6 separate regions of the Sus scrofa genome follow, and all the other regions are linked to region 4. Evidence: chromatin contacts called from public HiChIP or PLAC-seq data. All regions are on one chromosome and are shown on one strand. The core of a region is the stretch at or near the end of the contact, and the rest is flanking DNA. Distances in the headings are between cores, read along the strand shown.

The links. HiChIP or PLAC-seq counts read pairs in DNA pulled down with a chosen protein or histone mark.
Region 1: an H3K27ac HiChIP or PLAC-seq map of alveolar macrophages shows a contact between it and region 4. The contact joins two enhancer-like sites. A contact is called at or near these places in 3 of 5 promoter capture datasets (fetal skeletal muscle, liver and skeletal muscle), 1 of 47 Hi-C or Micro-C datasets (heart right ventricle) and 2 of 2 datasets of contacts at active chromatin or transcription factors (alveolar macrophages and skeletal muscle).
Region 2: an H3K27ac HiChIP or PLAC-seq map of alveolar macrophages shows a contact between it and region 4, with 7 times the contacts expected there. The contact joins two enhancer-like sites. A contact is called at or near these places in 1 of 5 promoter capture datasets (fetal liver), 5 of 47 Hi-C or Micro-C datasets (embryonic fibroblasts and liver) and 2 of 2 datasets of contacts at active chromatin or transcription factors (alveolar macrophages and skeletal muscle).
Region 3: a contact with region 4 is called in an H3K27ac HiChIP or PLAC-seq map of alveolar macrophages. The contact joins two enhancer-like sites. A contact is called at or near these places in 1 of 5 promoter capture datasets (fetal liver), 1 of 47 Hi-C or Micro-C datasets (embryonic fibroblasts) and 1 of 2 datasets of contacts at active chromatin or transcription factors (alveolar macrophages).
Region 5: a contact with region 4 is called in an H3K27ac HiChIP or PLAC-seq map of alveolar macrophages. The contact joins two enhancer-like sites. A contact is called at or near these places in 1 of 5 promoter capture datasets (fetal skeletal muscle) and 1 of 2 datasets of contacts at active chromatin or transcription factors (alveolar macrophages).
Region 6: a contact with region 4 is called in an H3K27ac HiChIP or PLAC-seq map of alveolar macrophages. The contact joins two enhancer-like sites. A contact is called at or near these places in 2 of 5 promoter capture datasets (fetal liver and fetal skeletal muscle), 2 of 47 Hi-C or Micro-C datasets (embryonic fibroblasts and fibroblasts) and 2 of 2 datasets of contacts at active chromatin or transcription factors (alveolar macrophages and skeletal muscle).

What each region holds. Positions count from the first base shown.
Region 1 is chr16:43,584,303-43,587,002 of Sscrofa11.1, forward strand. All of the region lies in intron 13 of CWC27 (CWC27 spliceosome associated protein homolog), which reads left to right. The region is part of intron 2 of LOC110257245 (a long non-coding RNA gene); the gene reads right to left. Among named protein-coding and RNA genes, the nearest start is that of CWC27, 240 kb to the left of the region's middle. Within about 2 kb of position 1,414, at least 4 of the 83 cell types and tissues checked have an H3K27ac peak or open chromatin away from gene starts, as enhancers often do. A contact at or near this core is called in alveolar macrophages, where this site is marked.
Region 2 is chr16:43,741,877-43,744,576 of Sscrofa11.1, forward strand. The region is part of intron 19 of ADAMTS6 (A disintegrin and metalloproteinase with thrombospondin motifs 6); the gene reads right to left. Among named protein-coding and RNA genes, the nearest start is that of ADAMTS6, 270 kb to the right of the region's middle. Within about 2 kb of position 1,380, at least 4 of the 83 cell types and tissues checked have an H3K27ac peak or open chromatin away from gene starts, as enhancers often do. A contact at or near this core is called in alveolar macrophages, where this site is marked.
Region 3 is chr16:43,632,617-43,635,316 of Sscrofa11.1, forward strand. All of the region lies in intron 2 of LOC110257245 (a long non-coding RNA gene), which reads right to left. Among named protein-coding and RNA genes, the nearest start is that of CWC27, 290 kb to the left of the region's middle. Within about 2 kb of position 1,310, at least 13 of the 83 cell types and tissues checked have an H3K27ac peak or open chromatin away from gene starts, as enhancers often do. A contact at or near this core is called in alveolar macrophages, where this site is marked.
Region 4 is chr16:44,018,321-44,021,020 of Sscrofa11.1, forward strand. The region is part of intron 10 of CENPK (centromere protein K); the gene reads right to left. Among named protein-coding and RNA genes, the nearest start is that of ADAMTS6, 8.9 kb to the left of the region's middle. Within about 2 kb of position 1,406, at least 73 of the 83 cell types and tissues checked have an H3K27ac peak or open chromatin away from gene starts, as enhancers often do. A contact at or near this core is called in alveolar macrophages, where this site is marked.
Region 5 is chr16:43,547,204-43,549,903 of Sscrofa11.1, forward strand. The region is part of intron 13 of CWC27 (CWC27 spliceosome associated protein homolog); the gene reads left to right. Among named protein-coding and RNA genes, the nearest start is that of CWC27, 200 kb to the left of the region's middle. Within about 2 kb of position 1,323, at least 1 of the 83 cell types and tissues checked has an H3K27ac peak or open chromatin away from gene starts, as enhancers often do. A contact at or near this core is called in alveolar macrophages, where this site is marked.
Region 6 is chr16:43,658,219-43,660,918 of Sscrofa11.1, forward strand. The region is part of intron 2 of LOC110257245 (a long non-coding RNA gene); the gene reads right to left. Among named protein-coding and RNA genes, the nearest start is that of CWC27, 310 kb to the left of the region's middle. Within about 2 kb of position 1,338, at least 6 of the 83 cell types and tissues checked have an H3K27ac peak or open chromatin away from gene starts, as enhancers often do. A contact at or near this core is called in alveolar macrophages, where this site is marked.

The DNA of each region.
Region 1 (2,700 bases), core at 164-2,663, 430 kb before region 4:
AGGGCAGTCAGATTTTTAGGAGGAAATGGGAGTTAAACTGGGCTTTGAAAGCTCAGGGGACATAAACCAGTGAGAAGGAGGTGGTAGGGCATTCCAGAGAAGTGACACGGACACAAGTATGCTGCAGTCCATCTCTGATACAGAGCAGGGTGTGGTTCTTTCAAAGGATCAAATGTGGGTTAAACTCAAAAATTGTTTTGTCTTGCTGAAATTTTTCTTTAAAAACAAAAAAAGCCTGGTTTTGCTTTTCAAATACAAATCTCCTTTCAAGGCCTCCCCCTCCTTCACACACACATTAAAAAAAAAGAAAAAAAAAACCTTAAACCAGATAATTTAAGTTGCTGATCCATAGTCCCTTAAGAATGACAAATTTAATAAGCAGAATTTATTGAGTTGAATTTCCTAAGAATTCTAACAGAACAGAGAAATGAGAAACTGTCAACACAGTATACAGAAGACAAATTATGTAGATGACAAAATTTCACAAACAAAGGCAAGGCATTTCAGCTCAAGTAGAGGAAGGCTGAGGACAATATATGCACAATTTTCCCTACTTTATACCTCAAAGGCTGGGAATCATTAGGCAGTTTAAATGGCCAGTTGAGAAAGATGTGTTGGAATTTCATAGCACAAATTTAGTGGTGGTGGAAATACTTTGCTTTAGGTCTTCAAATATTAGCCTTTTCTCTGGTACTGTGCAATTTGAAAGAAGAGTTACCTGGAGAACTGAAGGGGTTTACAAACATCCACTTGACACTTGAACACTGAGGAGGTTTAGGAAGACCACCCTGCATGCAGTCAAAAATACACTTATAACTATAGTCAGCCCTCCACATATCTGGCTCCTCCCTATCTGTGGTTCCACACCTGCACAACCAACCAACATATGGTGGTGTAGGACCTCCTCTTGTAAAAAATCCACGTATAAAGTGGGCCTACGCATTTCCAACTTGGGTGTTCAAGGGTCAACTCTAATTGCCAAGTATTTTGCAATTATATATTAATATTCAAAGACAAAGGTGAACAAAACCAGGTTTTTAGAGGTTACTAGCTACCCAGAAATTTTGTTTGCTCAGCATTTGCCAAGCCTTGGTGACCAGTGCTGGTACAAAGAGCAATAAAATAGGGCCATCTGAGGTCTAATGAGGGAGACTAAAGAGATGGGCTGGAGAAGACTTTATCCCTGCTGAAAAAAGAGCAGAGCAGGCCAGGAAAGGAATCTGAGACGGGTTCCCAGAGGAGATGCCTCAGCTAATAGAGGGGAGAGAAGTGTATCAACATAAAGAGGCAGCACAGAGGCAAGAGAGAAAGGTTCTATACAGGAAATTGCAAGCAATTCAGGATGTCTAGAACCTAAGATATAAAAAATGACATAGGAGCTTAGAAAGAGGAACAAAAGCCAAATCATAGAGGCTACATAAGAAATTTAGATTTCACTATTTAGATAATGGGGAACCACTGAAGGATTCAAAACAGAACAGTCTTCATGGCTCAATCTGCATTTTTGAAAAATATATGTAACAGAAAAGACCTGAATATCATCATCAATCACAAAGCACTCCTTTAGTAATCTGAAGCCTGAGAAGAGACTGCCAGACATCCACCCTTACAGGGGCAGGCTGTGGGCACTTGGCTCTGCCCTCTGGGACCTCCAGCTGAATGAAGTGTCCCTAGGTAGCATCCTCATATTGGGAAGTATAAGGAGAAACTGGGACTAATTCCACAGAGTAATGATTAAAGGCAGTAGAGGGATACAGATTTACAATGAAAATTAATTGCTTTTTTTTTCTTATCAAGTGTTCACCTAATAGAGAGGTGCCTTTTCCCAAAGCGACTCCCACATGGCTCAAGACATTTTTGAAACTTTTGTAATTGCTTTGAAGACCAGCCTGGGAGCCACACAAATAATAGTTGCATTTTCTCTTTATAGTTGCATTTTCAATATTTTGTATTCCAAAAAAAGCACTACCCAGTCTGATTTTTTATCCTATTCACTAGACTTAGTGCTAAGTTAACTTTTGATTTACTCCTAAAGTTAAATACATCTTCACAAGATGAAAGTTTGTTATCTCTGAAGACATTCAATCAAGTACCTGATCAGCTGCTTGCCAGCTACAAGTTTCTTGGCCATGGCTCTCAGGTTGCCTGTGAAATGGGGGTTATAAAACATCTTTCTTGCCTACCCCAGATGTTATTGTGAAGATAATACCAGACATGAGAGCTCTTTGTAGAACATTCTGTCAGAGGATGCTCTTCTTATTGCTGCCTCAGACTTCGCAGGCAGTTCCAAAATGTTCATTTGTTCTGGTGCCAGTCTGTGTGTTCAACTCCCTAAAAAACTGCACTTTAGGAGAGCAAGACCTGAATCATATTTGGCTTCCTTTCCCTGGTGTCTGACATTGGATCTCGCACATTAAAAAAAAAAGGCTTCGATGTTTGTTGAATGAATAACTGATTCTAGCTCCTTGCCTTATCCTCAAACTATATTTAAGAAATGGATAATACACTTGAGATTATTCAGTTAAAATAGGCTCAGAAGCCACTTAAGTTCTTTAAGTATGTGAATGGTTTGTCAATAGGAACCAGCTGTTCATCTCTGAAGAGGCAAGAACAAATGGCTGATGAAACCAATCAATCTGAAAGTGTAAAAGTTCTTTATCTTTAGTGCTGTGGTCTTAACTTTGTATTTTTAAATCACCA
Region 2 (2,700 bases), core at 130-2,629, 280 kb before region 4:
TTTATTCACTCATCCATTCATTCATTCAACAGAGAAAAAAATTACTAAACAGAAAGCACTGTATTTATGAGGTATTAAGCTAAGTGCTAAGAGTTGTAACTCGAATTCACTTAATTCGTCATGACTCCAGCTTCTTAAAAATTAGAAATTAGGGTATTTGGGGTGCATTTAAGTTTCCTAACTTCAGAATGCTATCTTTTTATGAAGTAAAAATTAAAGTCCTTAAATAAACAGCTGAAATAACTATTTTAAAAAGATGTATTTTCCTTGCATTCATCTTTTATTAATTTTCTCCTAAAAAGTCATATTAGACAGTGGGGTATTTAACACTCAAAAACTTACTATACCAGTAATCTATTCCAAATCTTCCTAAAATGCTGAACTATCTCCATCAACAGCATACAAATCTCCTTCCAACTTTTACTCTCACATTTGGCAGGTCCATAGATTTTTCTTTTTTTTTTTTAAGTCAGTGGCAACAGAGTAACTCTAAACCAATGCACCTAATTGGATGGATTTTTCAACACATACTTTTGGATTAAGGAAAATCCAGCTTTTAGCATTAAAGAGTAGAAAACACAAGTCAATTGGAAATAATATAAACTAAGTCAACAAGAGAAATGATTGAGTTTAGAATCTTTTACTATGATCAGCCTCTTGTACACAGCTTCTTTTAAAGTAATCTGTAAAACATTGCTAAGAAATTGACCTAAATCCTTTTGGGAATAATTACATCCAGTTACACAAAACCACTATGCTTTCGAACCTAAAGACTTACAGTTTATAACCCAAAACATAAAACGTCAGTCAGTATATGCCTAATCAAAAACAAAATTCTGATGGCTTAGTGCCCATATCCCCCGGAGAGAAGCAGATGTTTAGCAGACTTAATCAGTCAAATTTTAAAATGCACTAATTATATTTTATTCTTAAACACCTAAGTTACTGGCACACAAATTCTGTACCTATGCTGTTTTTAAAGGCAATTCCTCTTCCATGCTTGAAAAAATTTAATGGTTTCATATTAGAAATTTAATTACAAAGATGCTATTATCAATATATATTTCACTTTAAACTCTCTAAAATGAGTGTATCTTGTTTAGAGACTTAATTTGCTTATCATTTTGATTCTTTGTTACCAAAGATGGTTCTCAACATGGAAATGTAGCCTTTATTTTTAGCCTGGAAGTTTAAATTTGTCAGATCTTACCTTTAGCTTCTGACAATAAAAGTTAAAAGTTACAGATGATCTATTTGCTCAACAAAGGTTCTGTTGTCCACTGGGAGGAAGGACAACCCAACTTGAATCACTGCTCAAGCTACACATGAAGAAATGGCTTTTAGTATTTATTGTGAAATAGCTTATTCCATAGGACAATGAGCAAGAAGTCTACCAAGCTGTAGGCAAGTCCATCTGCTATGCTTACTCTAAGAAATGGTCATGGTTCAAGAATACTCAGTCTTTTGCTCAACAGCTGCCAGTCTTGAGTGTAGGCTCAGACCATAGCTCCTCTTCATTTCTTGCCTGCTTTTCAGTTCCTCCTCTACTCTTATAAGCTAATCAAAGTTCTCATGTCCCATCTTTCTTCTTTCAGATAATTAAATCATTTTATAAATTCATGTGTAACAATATTTAGCAATTTATTGCTTTTCTCAGGGCACTTCATCACTTTAAAAGTAGAGAGATAGGGCACTCAATGAACAAAAATTACCACTTAAATTTCATTTGAAAGGAATTCTATGTATTAAACCAACAAGGATGTGGGACAAGTGCAGAAGAAAGGCCTTCTAGGTCTTCTCAAATCTAGTCATAAGACCCAGCATTTCAGTCCTGGACCATTAAATTGGTAAGAAAACAGTCTATAACCACATGTGGGTAAGTCAGTGAAGGAAAGAAAGAGAGGAAGGTGTAACTCTGGGATTGATGGCCTAATAAACATCAAGAAAATTTAATCTATTGGCAAAGCACATCTTATCTACCCAAGAAACAGTTTTCAGAAGGGGGTGGGGATTAATAAGTCAGAGCTTATAGTAAAAATGTGGTTGGTGGCTAAGGCAAAAATTTGCTTAACCACAGCATTCAAAGTAGTTAGCAACCAAGACAACACTACATAACCACAGAATACAGAGCATATGGCCAACAATATTAATTTAATCTAAATCTTCAGTGCAGATAGCATCCAGAAAGCAAGCGCCAGGAAAAAAAAAAAAAAAAAAAAAAAAGGTCTCTCTGCTCTGCCTTTCATGGCTGGAATCTGGCTGCTGTGCTGTGTGATTATTGGCCAGACATAAGCTTTGGAGGGCAGAGCAAAGCCCATCTGCCTTGGATCTAACAGCTGGCATCAGGGTACCAATCAGTTCCACCCATTTGCTTCCTTCCTCTGAAGAACGTCCTGCTAGTTTTTAATCTTCCAAAGGCCTTCTTCCTCTGCCTTTCCAGTGTCTTCCCTTCTGTTTTAGCAAAATTAAACTCTCCAGGAAGCAGGATTAAGAAAAGGGAAATGTGGCTTTAAAATATATACATTTCTAGAGTAATTGTGTTTAGTGATGGTAAGGTAGGATGAAGAATACATACAATGCATTTATATGAAATCACACTATTTCTGGAAGGAATTTCTAGTACTCATTATATAGGAACAGTAATCTCTTCAATGGAAAGTGTCTAACTTAGTTAATTCATTGAACTTCTACTATGTCTAA
Region 3 (2,700 bases), core at 60-2,559, 390 kb before region 4:
AGAAATGTAGCCGCTGGCCAACACTGACAGAGCGTCCTCAAGCTCTTCCAGCATCAGGAGCTCAGGTGTGCCAGTCGTGGCTCCTCGCACCCCTCCTTCTACCTCTTCACAGACCTCAGTTACTGTAAACTGGCTGCAGCAGCAACATAAGGCAGCCTCCCCTGAATTCAGCCCCATGAGTCATGAGCTGCTGAGTTCACATCCCTAGTGAGATTTCCTGAAATTGTGTACATTGGTGTGTCTATAAAGTTGGGCCACGGTGGGGGTGACAGTCAGGGCAAGTCATGTCACTTCCCGGAGGAGTCCTCACTCCTGGCACTGCGGGCTCATTCCAAACTGGGAAGCCAGACCTAGATTCAAATCCTGGTTCAGCCACACGCCATTGTGTGACCTCAGACAAGCTAAGCCTCCAGTCCTCACCAGGAATATTCCCTGTAAAATGAAGATGAGAGTGACTACTTTGAAGGGTGGTTGAAAGGATTAACCACGGTTATATAAAGAGCCTAGCATGCAGCAAGTATTCAGAAATCAACAGTAACTGTTAATAATCACATTTTGTAGGATTCAAGCCTCAGGGTATTGGGCTGCATGATTTCAGAGTTTCTAGAGCACAGCCAGCCATTGAGGCTGACCTGCAGTTTCTTGCCAGCCCAGCAATGACAGCAGGCTGGTGTTGGGGAAGGTAGTGGCAATACCCCACAAAACTCCTGAGACTCTCCTGTTTCTCTGCTCCCCATAAGACAGCAGGGAGGTTAAAGGCACACTTTTTTCCTCGGTTCACCCTTTCTTTGGGCAAAGGCACAGACTCTCCAGATTCAGGAAACCCTTCTGTCTTCTCTATGAGACATTTTTTACTATTTTTCCTAGGCTAATATTGAATACATAATTTTATAATTAGCACTTCCCAGTCACCATCTCCAACTGCTCTACAACCCCCTTGGGAAATGTGATGTGATAAAAGCTTTAATACTCCCCACCCCACCCCACTTTGCCACAACCCCCTCCCCCCAGCAGAGCCAGCTGAGAAGGGCACAGAAGGAGCTGTCTCCTCATTCCTAGAGGGTCATTTCCTCACTCACTGCAGTGGATGATATCTCAATCCAACTACAGTCTTTGTTCTGGAATCATTCCAGACAGGGAGGCTCAGCTGTAATGCACACACAGTTCACCTCTCAGGCCTACGAGCTAAAAATCCCCTCCACAGTTGTGCCTTGAACTGCAGGAGTGCCAGGAGAAAACAGGACGCTGCAAGGCTCCTCAAGGATAATCCTTCGGGATTTAAGCAATCTTCCCAGCCAGACGTTACAATGTGCTAACACCCTTGTGAGTCATGAACTAACTCATGGTCAATTCTGTTTGGAGAACAGGATGAATAATTGAGAGTAACTGGGTGTTTGCCTGAATGTGGGCCTAACCCAGTATTTATTCTGTTTTCTTGTCTCTTTTTGCCTAAAACAAACATGTCTAGTTTCCCATCTTCCTCTGCATTCCCTGCCTAATCCTTCACTGGCTCTTAGAGGAAAGTTCAAAGTCTTTAACATAGTCTGAAGACCCTGTAGGATGGCCCTGCCTATTTCCCTGGTATCTCTATTGCTGGATGTGAAGGCAGCCACATCTGTGGGGGATGGGGGCGGGGGTGGTGGTGAAATATGTGCCTAAAGGCTTTAAACTTAATTTTCTTTCATTTTTTTCTTTTGGAATAATTTTAGACTTATGGACACGTTGTAAAAATAAAACAAGAGTTCTTCCATTGCGTTATACCAGCTTCCCTTAATATTAACACCTTATATAACCATAGTCCAATGATCAAAACTAGGAAAATCACAATGGTACCATACTCCTAACTAAACTACAGCCTATATTTGAATTTCAATGAGTTTGCCACTAACATCCTTTTCTGTTCCAGGATCCAATCTGAGATCCCACATTATGTTTTGTTGATGTGACTTTTTAGTTTAATCTGTGACAATTTGTCAGTCATGCATTGTCTTTTACTTTTGAAGAGTATCGGTCAGTTACTTTGTAGAATGTCTCTCAGTTTGGGATTTGTCTAGTGTTTTCTCATGGGTAGATTGAGATTATGTACTTTTTGACAAAAATGCCACAAAAGTGATGTCACACTCGATGCATCATATCCAGGGGTGTATGATGTCGATATGTCTTATTACTGCTGATGTCAATCTTGATTACTGACTACAATTATCCTCCTTATGCTTAATTTCTAAACATAACTGTTCCTCTTCTCTATCCTAATTCTTTTGGTGAACTTATCCTTTCTCACTGGTTTGAATATCACCTATATACCCCAAACATAACAAAATTTATGTGTTTATTTTGGATCTCTCTTTTAAACTGGAACCCGTACGTCCAACTTTCAAGTTGGTTATCTAATAAGGATCTCAAACCTAATATTTAAAACTAAACTCCTTAAATCTCCAGTAGTCTTTTACATCTTAGTGAATGGCAATCCATCTTTTTAATAGCTCAAACCACAAATCTTGGTGGTATTCTTTCATTCCTTTCTTTCTTGCTCACTACATCCAACCCATCAGAAAGTGCTGCTGGCTTGGTATTAAAAATCTGTCCAGGTTCTAACCACTTCTCACCACCTTCTCAGCTACTGCCCTGAAGTGAGTCACCACCACCACCTTCCAATTGGATTACTGTGACGGGCACCCAACCCATCTCCTTGATATTGGT
Region 4 (2,700 bases), core at 156-2,655:
AAGTAAAGAAATTACCAAAGACAGGAATTGTAGTACACACGTTATCAGAAGACAGGTTTCCAATAACCCCTCCAGCAGCACAACCTTCCCCTCAGTCTCTGAATTTTGATCACATATAGCATATATACAGACATATCCTAATGTTCAAGGCTCCAAAGGGTTATGAGTCTAGCAAGTCCCAAGTGGCCAAGAGTAAATCAAAAACACACGTTTCCATCTCTTTGATTAGCCTATTAAGAGCTTAACATATCCTAGAGCATCAGGACTATAGCTAGTACATTAATTCTGCCCTCTGAGCCAAGGCATAAAATATGCACTTGTCTGACTACTTAAGAGACTGACTTTAAACTATAAAATGCAGGTTTTTCTTTAAGAAAACTAGAAATCAGTTAGAAAGATAACACCATTACTACTTTCCCGATTACTATCTGGTGACTAAAGACCACAAAAAATCATAAGTCATATTTCACAAAACATGTCTATATTCGTATAATAAACGTATATATTTTTGCATCATAAAATATTTGCAAGACCCACAATTCTCCAACCCCCGACTAGTCTGGAGTTAAAAGATTTCTATCTGTAAAATGAGTTCAGTCAAGCTCACTCATTGCCATTTAAAAAAAAAGAAAAAAAAAAAAAAAAAAAAAAAAACACCACACACAGAAAAAAAAGTTTTCTACGCGTTATTCGGAAGACAAGCAAAGCACAAGTTTTAATTTAAAAAAAAAAAAAGGTTTCATTGAATATTGTGAAGTCTTCCTTACCGTTTTCATCTTCAAATTCTGATAAAAAGTAAGTTTCAAACAATAGAGATTGCACTGGACGACTCACGTACTCCCTCTCCTCTCTTAACTTTTTTTTCTGCCCCCCTTTGCAAAGCCACAGCAGTCAGTTAGTTATTCTGCAGCCAGAATAAAACCCTATAGTCTGGCTAACCCGGGCTTTAGAGAACGGACTTTCCGACTTGGCAGAAAAAGAGATGCCTTCAATACATCCAGGCTATCATCCTGAGATGCTGTCTTTACAAACCCACTTTCTCTCCCGCAACTCCCCCCCTCCAAAAAAAAAAAAAAAAAAAAAAAAAGGAAAGAAAAAAAAGAAAGGAAGGAAGGGAAAAAAAGACTTATTGGGGGTGGAAGTGGTGCCCTCTTCCTGGACAGCTTAGTGCCTTTGCTATGCAAATAACATGTGAAGAGCATCAAAAGGTATCAGGAGAAAAGAAGACAAGAGGAGCAGGAAGGGCAGCAAAGTTTTGTTGAAGTAGCCCTAGATCTCACTACCGGCCCCCAGCCAACTTGAATTGCAGCAGGAGAAAATTTTGGCAGCTTTTCCTCGGAGGCAGAGCACACTGACGTCAGTCTGCAGATGTGCCGGGCTGCGTCGGGTGCGCATGTGTCCTGGGCCGTCACGTGGAGGGGGAGGGGAGGTAGAGGTACAATCAGGGTAACCAACTACCAGCCATTCAGAAGGGCTTAGACAATGTCAACTTTTCCACCCTGTGAATGAGAGAAATTCTGGCCCTTCTAACCTCAGTGCCCTTACCCACTCCTCCAGTTTTCCTCCTCCTCCTCTAACCTCTTTAGAAAGTCTAGCCTGGTTTGTGATTAGTTGTTTCTTGGGAAGGAGGAGGAAGGATGAATGGCTTTAGAACTAATGTCACTACTGAGATCTCCGGTGCCCCTCTCCGTGTATTTTTTTTAAAGTCCACACAACAATAATGTTAAAAGTTGCACATAAACACTGTCTTTGAGGAAACTATAGCAAACTTCAATGGAAGATTCAAGTCTCGGTAGCTACACATGCAAAAAATGCCTGTGTTTGGGGGGGGGGTTGTTTTTTGTTTTTTTAATATACCTCAATGAGTAATATTGCCAGCAAAAGGGAGAGTAGACTAAAATAAACTGAGACCAGCACATTTTCCATCTGATTACTGACTTAAGGTTATGTGGGGCTTTAAAAAAAAAGGGGGGGGGGGGAGTGGGGGAGGAGAGGGAGCCGGGGAAGAGAGAAAAGCTTGCATTATTTCCAGATGAGAATGAGACTGGATGGTGTTTTAAAGTGCAACCGGGGGAAGCTACAAGTGGAGTGTATTTTTTTAAGACAGTACATTGAATGAAACCTCAATGACTGCCCAAACGAAAATAAATCCGAAGGCAGACCCCCAAAGGGGGAGAGGAGCAGGAACCCTGCTGCGATCTCAAGATAAACAAACAAAACCTCAAAACTGGTTCTTCAAGCTTCCCAGTCCAACCCCCTCCCCCTCAACTACTTACACACCAGCTGCCAGTCCATACTTTAAGGATAAAACACGGCTACAACGTAGCACTTTCACTTTCATTTGCTGTGAGAAAGCCACTGGAATTAAACTGTGGGGGAAATGCCCAAATCTGTTTTCCATGTCCTAAGCAAGCAAACAAAGTCTGGCACACAAATCGGAAACAGGAAAAAATGTGAAAATAGCTCAGGACAAATGTCGCCTTTCAGCGGTGTAATCTGCTGCATCATTTATCTATCTCTATGGTTGAGAGTAGGGTAGGGAGAGGTTTAAGAGTTTCCGAAGGGGGGCGGCCGGGAGGGGGGAGGGGGGACGGGAATTGACGCCTTGAAATTCCAGTTCACAGTTAAGGCCAAGTCAATTTCCGATGGCCAGAACCAGAAAGGGGAATTGGACGGGAGGGAAGGGGATGGGGAGGGGAG
Region 5 (2,700 bases), core at 73-2,572, 470 kb before region 4:
AACAGTAACAGTTTTACTTCTTTTCCAATTTGGATTCATTTTATTTTATTTTTCTTCTCTGATTACTGTAGTTAAGACTTCCAAAACTATGTTGACTACAAGTGGACATTCTTGTCTTGTTCCTGATCTTAGCAGAAATACTTTCAGCTTTTCATCATTGAGAATAACATTAATTGTGGGTTTGTCATACACGGGCTTTATTATGTTGAGGTCAGTTCCCTCTATGCCCAGTTTCTGGTGGGTTTTTATCATATGTAGGTATTGAATTTTGTCAAAATATGCATTTTGCAGATGACTATATGGTTTTTTTCTTCAATTTGTTATTGTATATCACACTGATTGATTTGTGGATATTGAAGAATCATTGCATTTGAATAAATCCCACTTTATCATTGTGTATGATCCTGTTAATGTATTGCTACATTTGGTTTGCTATTTTGTTGAGAATTTCTGTATCTTATTGGCCTGGTTTTTTGGGGGGTTGTTTTTGTTTTGCTTTTTGGGGCCACACTTGTGGCACATGGAAGTTCCCAAGCTAGGGGTCAAATCAGAGCTACAGCTGCCAGCCTATGCCACAGCCACAGCAATGTGGGATCCAAGCCGTGTCTGCAAACCTACATCATAGTTCATGGCAACGCCAGATCCTTAATCCACTGAGCAAGACCAGGGATCAAACCTACCTCCTCATGGATACTAGTTGGGTTCATTACTGCTAAACCACAACAGGAACTCCTGGTTTTGGTTGTTGGGTTTTTTTGTAATTTTCTTTTTTTTTTTTTTTTTTTTTTTTTGGTGTCTTTAGCTTTGGTATCAGGGTGATGGTGGCTTATAGAATGAATCTGGAAGTGTTCCTTCCTCTGTAATTTTTATGGAAGCACTTCAGAAAGATAGGTGTTACCTCTTCTCTAAATGACAGAATTCACCTGTGAAGCCATCAGGTCCTGGACTTTTGTTTTTTGCAGGTTTTTAAATCACAGTTTCACTTTCATTAATTGTGGTAGGTCTGTTCATCTTTTCTACCTGGTTCAGGCTTTGAAAGTTTTACCTTTCTAAGAATTTGTCCATTTCTTCTAGGTTGTCCATTTTATTGGCAATTTTTAGGTTGTCCATTTTGTTTGCAGTTGCTTATAGTAAGTCTCTCTTATTTTATTTTTATGGATGCACCTTCGCATATGGAAGTTCCTGGCTAGGTGTCAAATTGGAGCCACAGCTGCAGTCCTACACTACAGCTACAGCAACACTGGATCTGAACTGCATCTATTAACTATGTCATAGCTTGTTGCAGTACAGGATCCTTAACACATTGAGCAAGGCCAGGGATCAAACCACATCCTCACAGAGATTACACTGGGTTCTTAACCCACTGAGACACAACAGGAACACCATGTAGTAGTCTCATGATCCTTTGTATTTCTGTGGTGTCAGTTGTAATTTCTCCTTTTTCATTTCTAATTTTATTGATTGGAGCCCTCTACCTTTTTTGTCTTGATGAATCTGGCTAAAGATTTGTCTATTTTGTTTACCTTTTCAAAGAACCAGTTTTAATTTCATTGATCTTTTTCTGTTATTTTGTCTCTATCTCATTTATTTCTCCTCTGATCTTTATGATTTCTTTCCTTTTACTAACTTTGAGTTTTGTTTGTTCTTCTTTCTCTTTTTGATGTAGGTGTAAGGTTATATTTTTTATTTGGGATTTTTCTTATTTCCTGAGGTGATATTTTATTGCTGTAAACTTTTGTGTTAAATCTACTTTTTTGATGTGCTCCCATAGGTTTTGGATTGTCATATATTCATTGCCATTGGTTTCTAGGCTTTTTTTTATTTCCCCTTTGACTTCTTCAGTAATCCATTGGTTGTTTAGTAGCATATTCCTGAGCTTCCATCTGTTGTTGTTGTTTTCCTTGTGGTTGAGTTCTAATCTCATAGTGTGATCAGAAAAAAATAAAATGCTTGCTATGATTTCAATTTCCTTAAATTTACTGAGGCTTCATTTGTGGCCCAGGATGTGATGTGATCTGTCCTGGAGAACATTCCATGGGCACTTGAGAAGAATATGTATTTTTCTGCTTTCAGTTGGAATGTTCTATAAATATAAATTAGGTTTATCTGGTCTAAAGTGTCATTTAAGGCCTGTGTTTCTTTACTGACTTTCTTTTTGGATTATCTATTGATGTGAGTGGGGTATTAAAGTACCCCAAATTACTCTCAGTTTCTCCTTTTATGCCTGTTAGAAGTTGCCTTATATATTATGATGCTCCTATGTTGGGGAGTATCCTTTGTTTCTTGTAACATTCTTTATTTTAAAGTCTATTTTTTCTGATATAAATATTGCTACTCCAGCTTTCGTTTGATTTCCATTTTCATGGAATATCTTTTTCCATTCACTTACTGTTACTCTATCTGTCCCTAGATCTGAAGTAGTGTCTTCTACACAGCATATATATGAGTCTTGTCCTTGTATCCATTCATCCAGTCTGTGTCTTTTGGTTGGAACACTTAATCCATTTATATTCAAGGTTGTTATTGATATGTATGTACTTATTGCCATTTTCATAATTGTTTTAGATTTATTATTCTTGGACTGTTTTCTTCCCTTCCTCTTTTGTAGTCTTGTGATTTGATGACTATCTTTAGTGTTGTATTTGGATTGATTTTTCTTTTTAATTTTTTTTTTTTTTTTTTTTGTCTTTTGTTGTTGTT
Region 6 (2,700 bases), core at 88-2,587, 360 kb before region 4:
CAATATTCAAAGCACTATTTACAATACCCAAGACATGGGAGCGACCTAAATGTCCATCAACAGATGAATGAATAAAGAAGATATGGTATATTACTCAGCCATAAAGGAATGAAATGGAATATTACTCAGCCATAAAAGAATGAAATGTCACTTGCAGCAACATGCATAGACCTAGGGATTATCACACTAAGTGAAGTAAGTCAGAGAAAGACAAACATCATATGATATCACTTATATGTGAAATCTTAAAAAAAAAAAGATGCAAATGAACTTATGTCCAAAACGGAAAAAGATTCATAGACATAGAAAACAAACTTATGATTACCAAAGGGAAAACACTGGTGGGAGGAAATGCAAATTAGGAGTTTGGGATATATATAAAATAGATAACCAACAAAGACCTACTCTGCAGGATAGAAAACTATACTCTATTTTATAATAACTTATAATGGAAAAGAATTTGAAAAAGAATATATCTGTATAACTAAACCACTGTGTTTTACTCCTGAAACATGATATATATTATAAATCAACTACACTTCAATTAAAAAAAAAGAAAGGATTTACTTTCTCACAGTTCTGGAGGCTAGAAATCCAAGATCAAAGTGTCAGAAGCCTTGGTTGCTTCTGAGGGCTGTGAAGGAGAATCAGTTCCATGCCTCTCTCCTTGCTTCTGGCAGCCTCAGTCATTCCTAGGCTTGTATGTGATGTTCTCCCTGGGTCTTCATGTTGTCTTTCCTCTCTACAAGTCTATATACCTCCAAATGTACCCTTTTTATAAGGACACCAGTTGTTTCGGGTTAAGGCTCACTCTAGTGACCCCATCTTAACTTGATCATCTACAAAAACTGTATTTCCAAGTAAGGTCACATTCACAGGGACTCAGGGTTAGGACTTCATCTTTTTAGGGGAGGGACACAATTCAATCCTTAATACAACCCTTGACCTGTCAACTTGAAAATGATTAGTTATTAGTGAAGCAAACCAGGAATTTCAGGCATGGGTGTGTGACACAATCTGCTTAAGGAACAACATGCTTCTCAGTAACCATGGTTGAAGAATAAGGAAAAGTAAGGAAGTAGGAAGAGCTACTAAAAAAGTAGGGAGATCTCAAAATGCTGCAACAGAGTTGAACTTTTATTCTATAGGCGATGGGGAACCAAAAGAAAGCTTCCGGCCTTTGGTGACATGGTCAGGTTTTCAGCTCCCGAGAAGCAAGATGTAGAGTAGCCTGAGTTGGCTTTGGAGCCAAGTCACCAGTTAAGAGGCCACTACCTTGGTCTCAGTGGGAGATAATGAGAGCCTGAGTAAGGATGACTAAGGGTGGAGGAAATGAGAGTCACAAGGAAATGATGACAGATGCCAACCCTGGAGCTTGTTTAAATCCTAGGCTTGTTGCTCAGTCCACTTATGTGGGGAAATACCTACCTCAGGGGGAGCACATTAGCCTTGAGGGTTGTGTTCCTTCAAGGACAGAAAGTCTGGTCCAAAAAGAGAGCAAGACAAAGGGGGCACTTCCCCTCTACACCAACCCCTGGAAACCAACCTACAGAGCTGACTGGCAAAATTCAGACAAAGCAGCAGCAGGAGAAACACTCAAGACTCTCCTGGGATTCAGATCAAAGAACAAAGAGGAAGAACCTGGATTGAAGGGCAGTCTCTATCTAACCAGAAACTTTAGGAATTAATTCAGAATCTTATCTTCCCCAAACCTTGGAGGTAAGCCAGCTCTTAAAGAAAGGTATTGGAAGAAAAACACCCAAGTATCAAATGGCTCAGCAGATCTGATAAACATGTGTGCTCTCTGAGAGGTTGGACTGCTCTGGACACCCTGTCATGTCTGGGGAGTTAGAGGGGATTGTTCTAATTTGTGTTCAATCTCACTTTTTGTAAGCCCTTGGTTCTGCATCCACTCACCTACTGAACACAAGGTAAGGCAGCATTGGACTATGGTAAGGCCTTCCTGGAGGAGGTGCAGGAAATCCCAGCTACGCATGGGTCTCATCTGGTCCCTTGAGTCAAAGCCAAAGTCCTCTCCTGGGGAGAGGGGACAGATGGACTTGAAAGGCAAAGAGAAATGATATGGCAATGAGAAATGAGAACTTTTTCATCATCTCAGCCTGCTAACTTAGATATTTTTTCTGTAGAAGGCCAGATAGTAAATATTTTAGGTTTCATGGGCCACATGCAGTCTCTATCTCCTTTGCTTTCAGTGGCTTTTTTTTTTTTTTTTAACAATGCTTTAAAAATATAAACAATCATTTTTAGATTTGGACTGTACAAAAGTAGGCTGAAGGTCACAGCTTGCCAACCCCTGGCTTAAAGCAGACCCCTGATGCCACAGACAGAAACAGATAGGCAATTTGTTTTGCTTAATACTTTGAAGACATCTGAGTTTTCTATTCTCACCTCTTCCTACCACAGAGTCTGATTAATTGGATTCTTGCAGGTAGCTGATTTGTTTGAGCGCTAAGAATTCAGGAGCAAGGCTTGTGTGGCCCGCCCCCCTGATGAACATCAGGGTCTCAGGACCACCATGAGTGTCTTCCACTCACTGCCCTAAAGCCGTGCACACTATTCAGGAGAGAGGAGCCCCACCAAGAGGCAGATGGGAAGGCCTACCTCTGAGATGGTGTGACTGCCTTCCCTAAACACGGGTTCTACTTCCAAATGGCTCCATCTCTCCCTGCATTCTGCACA